Regions from separate parts of the Danio rerio genome. Here region 1 is linked to region 2. The links are chromatin contacts, called in public Micro-C maps. All regions are on one chromosome and are shown on one strand. Each heading gives the region's core, a stretch centred on a gene start, on an enhancer-like site or on the middle of the called end of the contact. The rest is flanking DNA. Distances are from core to core; before and after follow the strand shown. Region 1 holds the start of gna15.4 (guanine nucleotide binding protein (G protein), alpha 15 (Gq class), tandem duplicate 4). Region 2 has its middle 6.4 kb from the start of trnam-cau.

Region 1 (4,025 bases), core at 1,063-3,562, 45 kb after region 2:
AGAACCCTGGGACTAAACCGAAGGGTAGTAAGTGAACAAGTGAGATATACAGTCAGGTTCATAAATATTGGGGCATCGACACAATTCTAACATTTTTGGCTCTATACACCAACACAATTGATTTGAAATGAAACAAACAAGATGTGCTTTAACTGCAGACTGTCAGCTTAATTTGAGGGTATTTACATCCAAATCAGGTGAACGCAATAGAAAATACCACAATTTCGATGTGTGCCTCCTACTTGCTAAGGGACCAAAAGCAATGGGACAATTTCCATGGCCAGATGTGAATTATTCCCTCATTATCCTAATTACAATCCACTGGTTGAGATACAGTTAATTAGGTTAACTACTGGCAGGTTAGGGTAATTAGACAAGTTATTGTATAACAATGGTTTGTTCTGTAGATCATTGAGAAAAAAAATACAGCTTAAAGGGGACTTTCTCCAGATGAGGAACTATTATCAGACATACTGTGAAAATTTCCTTGCTCTGTTAGACATCATTTGGAAAATATCCAAAAAAAGAAAAAAAATTCAAAGGGGGGCTAATAATTCTGACTTCAACTGTGTGTGTGTGTGTGTGTGTGTGTGTGTGTGTGTGTGTGTATATATACTTTGGCATGTGCTATACTGTATATATCAGGGGTTTTCAAAGTGTGAGGCGCGCATCCCCTGGGGGGCGCCAGAGCATGTCAGGGGAGGCGCGGGAAAAAATATTATATAATAAAATATAATTATTAAGTTTAATCATTAATTGTATTTTTTATTGTATTTAAACGTTTTAATTGAACAAAGCTAAAAAAAAATAATACGTCAAAAATAACAAAACCTTTTTTTCCCAGAAGGCCATAGCTGTGAATTAGCTTCTGTTTGGCAAGCCTGCCAATACAGGTATATGCCTGCTAATACAATGGATTGGTTTCTGAGACCCCCAATTCAAAGCCTTCAAGTTCAGGGCTTAAACCCAAAAGACGACGATATGATGGTCAGTATTTGAGTTTAGGATTTATGTAGACAGGACCAGCTGATGAACCACGACCTTTATGTGTGGTTTGTCAAGACATTTTGGCTAATGACAGCATGCGGCCCGCTAGACTGTTTTGACTAGAATGGACAGTTCTTGGATCTGTTCTATTCATATTGAACCATAATCCTAGTTTTTAAAAAATTATATTAAAATACTTGTTATTACTCTGTAAATAATTGCACTTTCATGCAAATGATGATAAAAGTGAGTTAACAGTCTGACATCTGTCTGTGTCTTTATATATACTATATATATATATATATATATATATATATATATATATATATATATATATATATATATATATGTGCGTGTTTGGAAGGAGGGGGGCGCCAATGGATAAGTTGTGTCAAAAGGGAGGCCCACTGTCTTTGACTTTGAAAAACCCTGGTATATATAATAATGTGTTGATATGCCAGTGGCACGAAGTGGAACAACAGCCCAATTCCGGAATGTCAGGGCTCATTCCTTTGACTTCGTATTGGTTCTCTTTTGTCTACAACATACCTGAAATGTTATGCATTAAAGCCATATTTTCAGGAAATGAAACTAGCTTGACGTGAACACGAGACAGAAGACAGTGCTTAAGGTAACACTGACACTTTTTTTTGTTTCCTATTTTGTGCTGTTAGGTGATAAATTAAAGTGGATCTCTTGACCGAGAATCTCTTTGTGACATTTTTTTATTATCATGAAGGTGTGTGTGTGTGTGTACGTGTTTTTGTGACATATCAGGACACAAATCTGTATAATGACATGGGTTTGACACAGGTATTAAAAAAAGTAGGTGAAATATGAGGACATTGGTGATGTCCTCATTTCTCAAAAACCTTATAAATCCTACAGAATGAGTTTAATCAGAGAGTAAAGCTGCACACAGTCTCCTGTGATGGTTGGTTTAGGGGTGGGGTGGGGTATGGCAATACAATTTACGGTTTGAACAGTATAAGATGAATGGAAACCTATGTAATGTACCCACTTTTCACAAAAACAAACGTGTGTGTGAGTGTGTGTGTTTGTCTGTAAAAGAATTTCACATGTAATTATAAAAATCATATTTTTTTTACAAATGTGTAGAGTTTTGCAAACCACTATTTTGGATTTGTGTGTTAATTTAGATGTATGAGTGCAGTTGTCCTAAATAGCCTATTGTTTTTAGGTGCTGCTTTCATTTTTCAGTTAAATGATAATAATATAGAATAATTCCAGAACCAAAACACTTGAGTAATTTTGTTAATGTGCACTTTGAATATTTGATTGAATGTGCAATTTCTGTTGGAGAAATGGGGGATTACTACCACAGTGGATGTTGCATCTGCTGCTTGTCTAAAAATAAGAGGAATGCCATCGCCAAAAATAAGGAAATCGACCTCGACTTTATTGAGCAGAGGAAAAGAGAAAGAAGAGAAATCAAATTGCTTGTATTAGGTGAGATGACACTTCAGTCTTCTTCTATTGGTCTCTAAAAGTAAAAGTTTAGTCTGGGCATCTTCTGTTTTTCAGTTTTTCATTTCCTGTTCACATTTCCTGTACAGTGTTTATTTTTGTTTTGTTTTGTTTTAGGCTCAGCAGAAAGTGGAAAGTCAACTCTTCTGAAGCAGATAAAAATGAGTCATGGAAATGGTTATTCAGAAGATGAGAGGCGTGGCTTCAGTAAACTGGTGCACCAGAATATCTTCCTGTCTATGAAAACAATGACAGATGCCATGAGTGAGCTCAGGATTCCTTATACCAATCCACAGAACCAGGTGATTGAGACACTTATGCTTGTTTCACCCTTGATTTCCACTGGGCACATGTGTGGCATGTTAATAGCTCTCTATGATAAGCGTCTGGTATTTTTGACAGATGCAAGCAATAAATATAGAATTCAATTCAAAATGAAGGAAATATGTATTGAACAAGTTATAATTTTTCTCAGAAAACATATTCCTAAAGGTGTCGTTGACTTGAAATTCTTACCGGGTGTGAATAACAACCAAAGAAATCCATATATTCAAAGAAAACGAATCTAATTGGTGTACAAATTAAGTTATGCGTAATAAAATGAAAGGGAAAAAGGTATTGAACACGTAAAGAAAGGGAAGTGTAAAAAGGCAGTGAATGCCCAGACAGCAGCTGAAATCGCTCAGTAGTTATTCAGCAAACCTCTGCCCTTCTTCATTGTAAATGAATATTTGCTGCTTTAGTCCAACAATCACATTATCAGGAGGATGAAGATGAAACCAGAGTGGACATTTCAGCAAGACAATGATCCGAAACAAAGCCAAGGAAACTCTCAAATGCTTTCAGAGAAAGAAAATCAAGCTGCAGAATGGCCCAGTCAATCACCTGACTTGAATCCAATAGATGATACAAAATCAGACCCACAGAACCATCAAGATTTTTACACTCTGTTGAAGCCTTTTATATAAAATATTAAATACATTTCAGTAGTCCAGTACTATTTTTTTATTTTTATGTTTGTATTGTTTGTTGTTGTTGTTGTTGTTGTTGTTGTTTTTTTTGCCAAAATCTGGTTCAATTCCATGTCAACAGCTCCTTTAAAAAATTTGCCCTAGGAAAAAAAAACTATATACATATATGCTTAAACCAGTTTAAGAAAGATTGTATCTTGTATTGTTGTGTACTGTCAGTCTCCTTACTTCTGTAATGTTCATAGATTTACGCTCAGTGGTTCCAGAATCAAGACTCACATCAGATAACAAAGTTGCTGAGTTTTGTAGAGCCCATTCGTCATCTATGGGCAGATGAAGGCTTTAAGAACTGCTTCAAACTCTGCAAAAAGAATCACAGACACTTGACTAGTCTAGAATAGTAAGTTTGTTTAACAATTCTCTTCAATAATGTCTTTTCCTGACGTTGCTTAATGAATGCAGTCAACAATGCCACCAAAAACATTTAGCACACAGAATGGTTTTCAGTTACAGACAGTGATGAAATTTGTTGTTGTTTTCCAACTTATAAGTACATCAAATTTGTTTTATAGCTTTGTT
Region 2 (4,194 bases), core at 219-2,718:
TGCTTTTTAATGAGCTCACCTAACCTCTTTTTTATTGCATAACAAGAACAATAACATACAAAAAATGAGGAATGCAGAGCTAACAGTTTTTTTCACATCAAAGGAACAAACCAATAGAGAATAAAAAACAAACAAAAAATTGCAAGGGAATATAAAAATGCAAGAAACTCACATTACAAAATTATTTTATAATTGCATACATAATTATAGCTTTTTTTTATTTTTAGGCTCACCTAACCTCTTTTTTATAAGTTGAACTGAAAATACAAGAACATCAGAACAAAGTCCAAGGGATCAACTAATACAAATGCAACTAACATACCATTAGACAGAAAGGGAATAAAATAAAAATAACAAAAATTTAGTATTGATAATAATAAATAATAATACTAAAATTACTAAATTAAACAAACAAAATTAAACAAATGAATGAAATTGCAATGACACTTGAACAAATAACCATACGGAAAGCAGCTAAAATTGAGGATCTTCTATAAATTCATGTATAATATTTCAGGGATCTTAGTTTTTTTTATTCTTAATAGGATGAAGTGATTTTAGGAGTTAAATTCTATTCTGAAATGAGCAAAGGATGGGTAATTAGTTGCAAATTTCTGTTGGTGAATGAAAAATGTTCCCTATTAGATAAAAAAAAAATGTATGATCTGTTCGAGGGGTTTATCGTTTGGTTTATTAGAATAAAAATATATTTTTTTAGACTAAAGCAATTAACAGCATTGGCAGAATCAAATATATGAGAACTTAGGAGTGATCAAAATTACTTGAATATAGGACAATCAAAAATATGTACTAATGTGTCCTCTGCTTGTTTGCAGAAAGAACAGGAGCTGTCAATGTCCAAAAATGTAGAAATACTAGAATTTACCGGGAAATTTTTATGTAAAATTTTAAAATATATTCCTTTTGCCTTGTTGGAAGTGCAATATTTCCCAGTTAAAAAGCAGGTTTTATTCCAGTCTATATCCTCAACCAAGGACCTCCAGTAAAACTTTCCTCTAGAAGAAATTTTCCTTTTAAATTAAAAAAAATTGAAGCACAAACCTATATTGTTACATTTCTTAACAGACGAACAGCTTCTAAAAACAAAGAATGAATATTCCCTGAGCTCCTTGGGTTAAATCTAAAGACTTTTAAGTAGGTGAACTAAACCGGGTGATGTTGCTTTAACCACTTTATTAAATTCATCAGGAGAAGTTGGGAAACAGTGGGATGCTTTAAATTGTTCATACGAAAGAATATTTCCAGCATCATCAAGCAAAGGATACAATTAATATTATTTTGAAACCACCTTTGAAAAAATTATGATTTGTTTCTGATAGTAATATCTTAGTTATTCCATGAGAAAAATTAGTGGGGAGAAAAAAGCTAGCAGACACCTCACCCCTAAAATCCTATTCCTCACAGTGATGTCACAGTGACGTCACTAACATATTACATCTGTCACTGGTTCGGTCCCAGTATATCCCCTCACCAACCAGCAGAGGCCCTCATCCCCCGAACATTGAACACATGCCTGTCACTAATCACGCTGCACCTGATTTTAATCACCATGGTGTTTAAATACTAGCTCAGTAGTTCAAGGACTCAGTGCGAAGTCTGGTTTTGCTATCAAACATTTCTGTACAATTGGACTAATCAGCATCTGCGTTCATAAATGAACATGTATGATCAGCACGTGTTTGTTTTATTAATATTAATAATTTATGTCGAATTATGTATTAAACAAATATTATTAAGGGTTCATTTCCAGTACTTTAAATAAATTATACTAGTGTTTAATAAATATATTTTAGTGAATAACTACTACTATCTAACTAATGAATAAATAGTAGTACCTAATGAATGAGTACTTGTACATAATACACAAATTCTAGTATCTATTATTAGGTACGAGTACCTTATTAATAAATACTAGTATTAAATGATTAACTAGTACCTAAGAATATATACTAGTTCCAGCTGGGATACATACTAGTCAAAACTGAACAGTTGATATCCCAATGACAGATCCCAAATCAATGGAAATAAAATGTTACTAGCCACTATTAAAATAAGTACTAGTATCTAAAAAGACATCCAGATATTATTAGACTTATCAGCATCTGTGTTTACTACATTTTATAAAAAACATTTATATGATCAGAATGTGTTAATATTGTTTATGTCAAATCATGATTTAAACAAATATAAATCAAGAGTTCATACTTAAGATAGCAGTTAAATTAAAAAAAAAAGTTAATTCTAGAAAATTTGGTGGTATTTGCAGGATCTTTTTTTGCACATCAAGAAGTGTTTAGTCTGTAACAATCCCACTAAGATCAGTTTTCAAACACAAATCACAAGTTTTTTTTTACCAGACAAAACAATTAGTTTATTTTGGGCCACAAAGACCAAGCACAAGTTCAAACTCTTACATTTATTTAAATATAGTTTCACTTTTATTTTCTAAAATAATCTTGAATATTAAAATTCCACAGAAGGGGAGCAGCAGGTAAGAAATAAAATATTAACAATATTCATAGTACACAACGAATATTAGCAAACTAGTTAAAGCAACTTAAGTGACAACCACAAGGCATAACAAGGAGGTATCAACCGTAACTTTGCAATACATCAAGCATCAACAACACCAATAAACACCACACAGCGCTCAAAACATAAGCTACTATCAATACCACTCCAGCTACCAAGCCATCGTCAAGCAATATTTCATGTACAAATGTGAACTAACCCTTTACAAATTAAACTTTGTAATTTGGCTCATTACAAATTAAACTCAGATGTTGACCGCCTTGAAACATCATAGATGCAGATGAGATTTGGGAGGCACAACTTTGCATTGTAAAGCTTTAAATAAAAAGCATAAAATATTTATATGTAACCGGGTTGTATTAGAGAGTGGGACACAAAAATATCTTCTTCCCCTTTAAGGGATCGGCTGTTAACGACGATGCGCTAGGAGTGCGATACAGAGATGTGCTGTTTGAGCAGTGCATGAGAGACGAAGGAAATAGTGTATCATTCCATAGATATGTACATTAGATGTCGCCTGGCCTATTGTTGTATATTGGACGGAATGCATCAATAGCGCCGCCATCTTGGTATAGGGTAGCGCTCCTTTGAAATGAATGCGGGACCAAGGTACAGTGGAGGACTGTGGCCATCCAAAGCCAGGGATATGCACATATACACATATATCTTTGATCGGGAGTTTTCCTGGATGTTAGTATGTGATTTTTTTTTTTTCTAAGTACGAAAATTAAAATTTTACATCCCTTTTTCTACATTGATGGATCAGTGACCGCACGGGCATTCCTTTACAAAAAGCTTGTGTTTGTGTGTACAGAAATGTACTATTCACCCTCCCTGTTAAATTTGATCTAATGTCCTGAAACACACCTCCTCTACCGCTTTCACTTCTCATACTGACGGACTCTTTCACTAGCCGACAATAATACAAGTTTCTGGCAGCGCAGCATCTCGTTGTCATATTTCTTTTGCATTGTTTGCTGATTTTATTCAACAAAACTAGCATAAGGCGAGCATTTAGTGCTAGCTGCTTTGCCTTATGGTGAATGCAGTAAGTGACTGTTATCATCAATAACGTTACCTGAAAAGCACAAAAGTTCAGAACATACAAAAACAGAAAAAAACGTAATATTACTTATGAAATGTTTTGCCTTTGTGCTTTGTTTTCTTTGTTTGCTCGTTACTACACCCGTAGACAGCGCTAAAGTCCCGCATCTTCACGAAATAACACTGTTTTGACTACTGCGGTTGAATGACATTTGTCCTGGGAGCACTGTACCAATGTTGCGGCGCTATTGACGCATGCTCAGGGTCCCTATGCGATATCTAGTGTATATGTCTATGGTTTCATCCACGGTTAAATCCATTATTTACACGAGGATTAGGATGAACAGAGATTTTGTGACATTGCACGAAAAGGTATGACAGATTCTCAGTAAAACAGAAATCGGTAAGTGTTAGATGTAATGTCTAAGTACATAACGTATTTGAATTGAGTGCAAAATGCTGTTTGTACATTGACATTTGATTTCCGTTTTGCATTGTTTATTTTATATGACGAAAATGCTGACAGTCATTCTATGTTTACGTGTAGGGTGCCACTACCATGTTTGTGTGATCCTAAAGACTTGATTTCACCCTAAA

What was found. A called contact is a pair of places that touch in the nucleus more often than the background predicts.
Region 1: a Micro-C map of caudal fin shows a contact between it and region 2, with 5 times the contacts expected there. The contact joins the promoter of gna15.4 here to the enhancer-like site in region 2. A contact is called at or near these places in 2 of 18 Hi-C or Micro-C datasets (caudal fin and an unstated tissue).

The regions. Positions count from the first base shown.
Region 1 is chr22:21,802,040-21,806,064 of GRCz12tu, forward strand. It overlaps gna15.4 (guanine nucleotide binding protein (G protein), alpha 15 (Gq class), tandem duplicate 4), which reads left to right and starts at 2,313. Exons shown (of 7, transcript NM_001044989.1): 1 at 2,313-2,457; 2 at 2,593-2,836; 3 at 3,748-3,846; 4 at 4,019-4,025. The coding sequence starts at 2,313. LOC141380322 (a long non-coding RNA gene) reads right to left here. Exons shown (of 3, transcript XR_012398173.1): 2 at 3,675-4,025; 3 at 2,388-3,586.
Region 2 is chr22:21,758,138-21,762,331 of GRCz12tu, forward strand. No RefSeq gene overlaps it. Among named protein-coding and RNA genes, the nearest start is that of trnam-cau, 6.4 kb to the right of the region's middle. Within about 2 kb of position 1,469, at least 39 of the 62 cell types and tissues checked have an H3K27ac peak or open chromatin away from gene starts, as enhancers often do.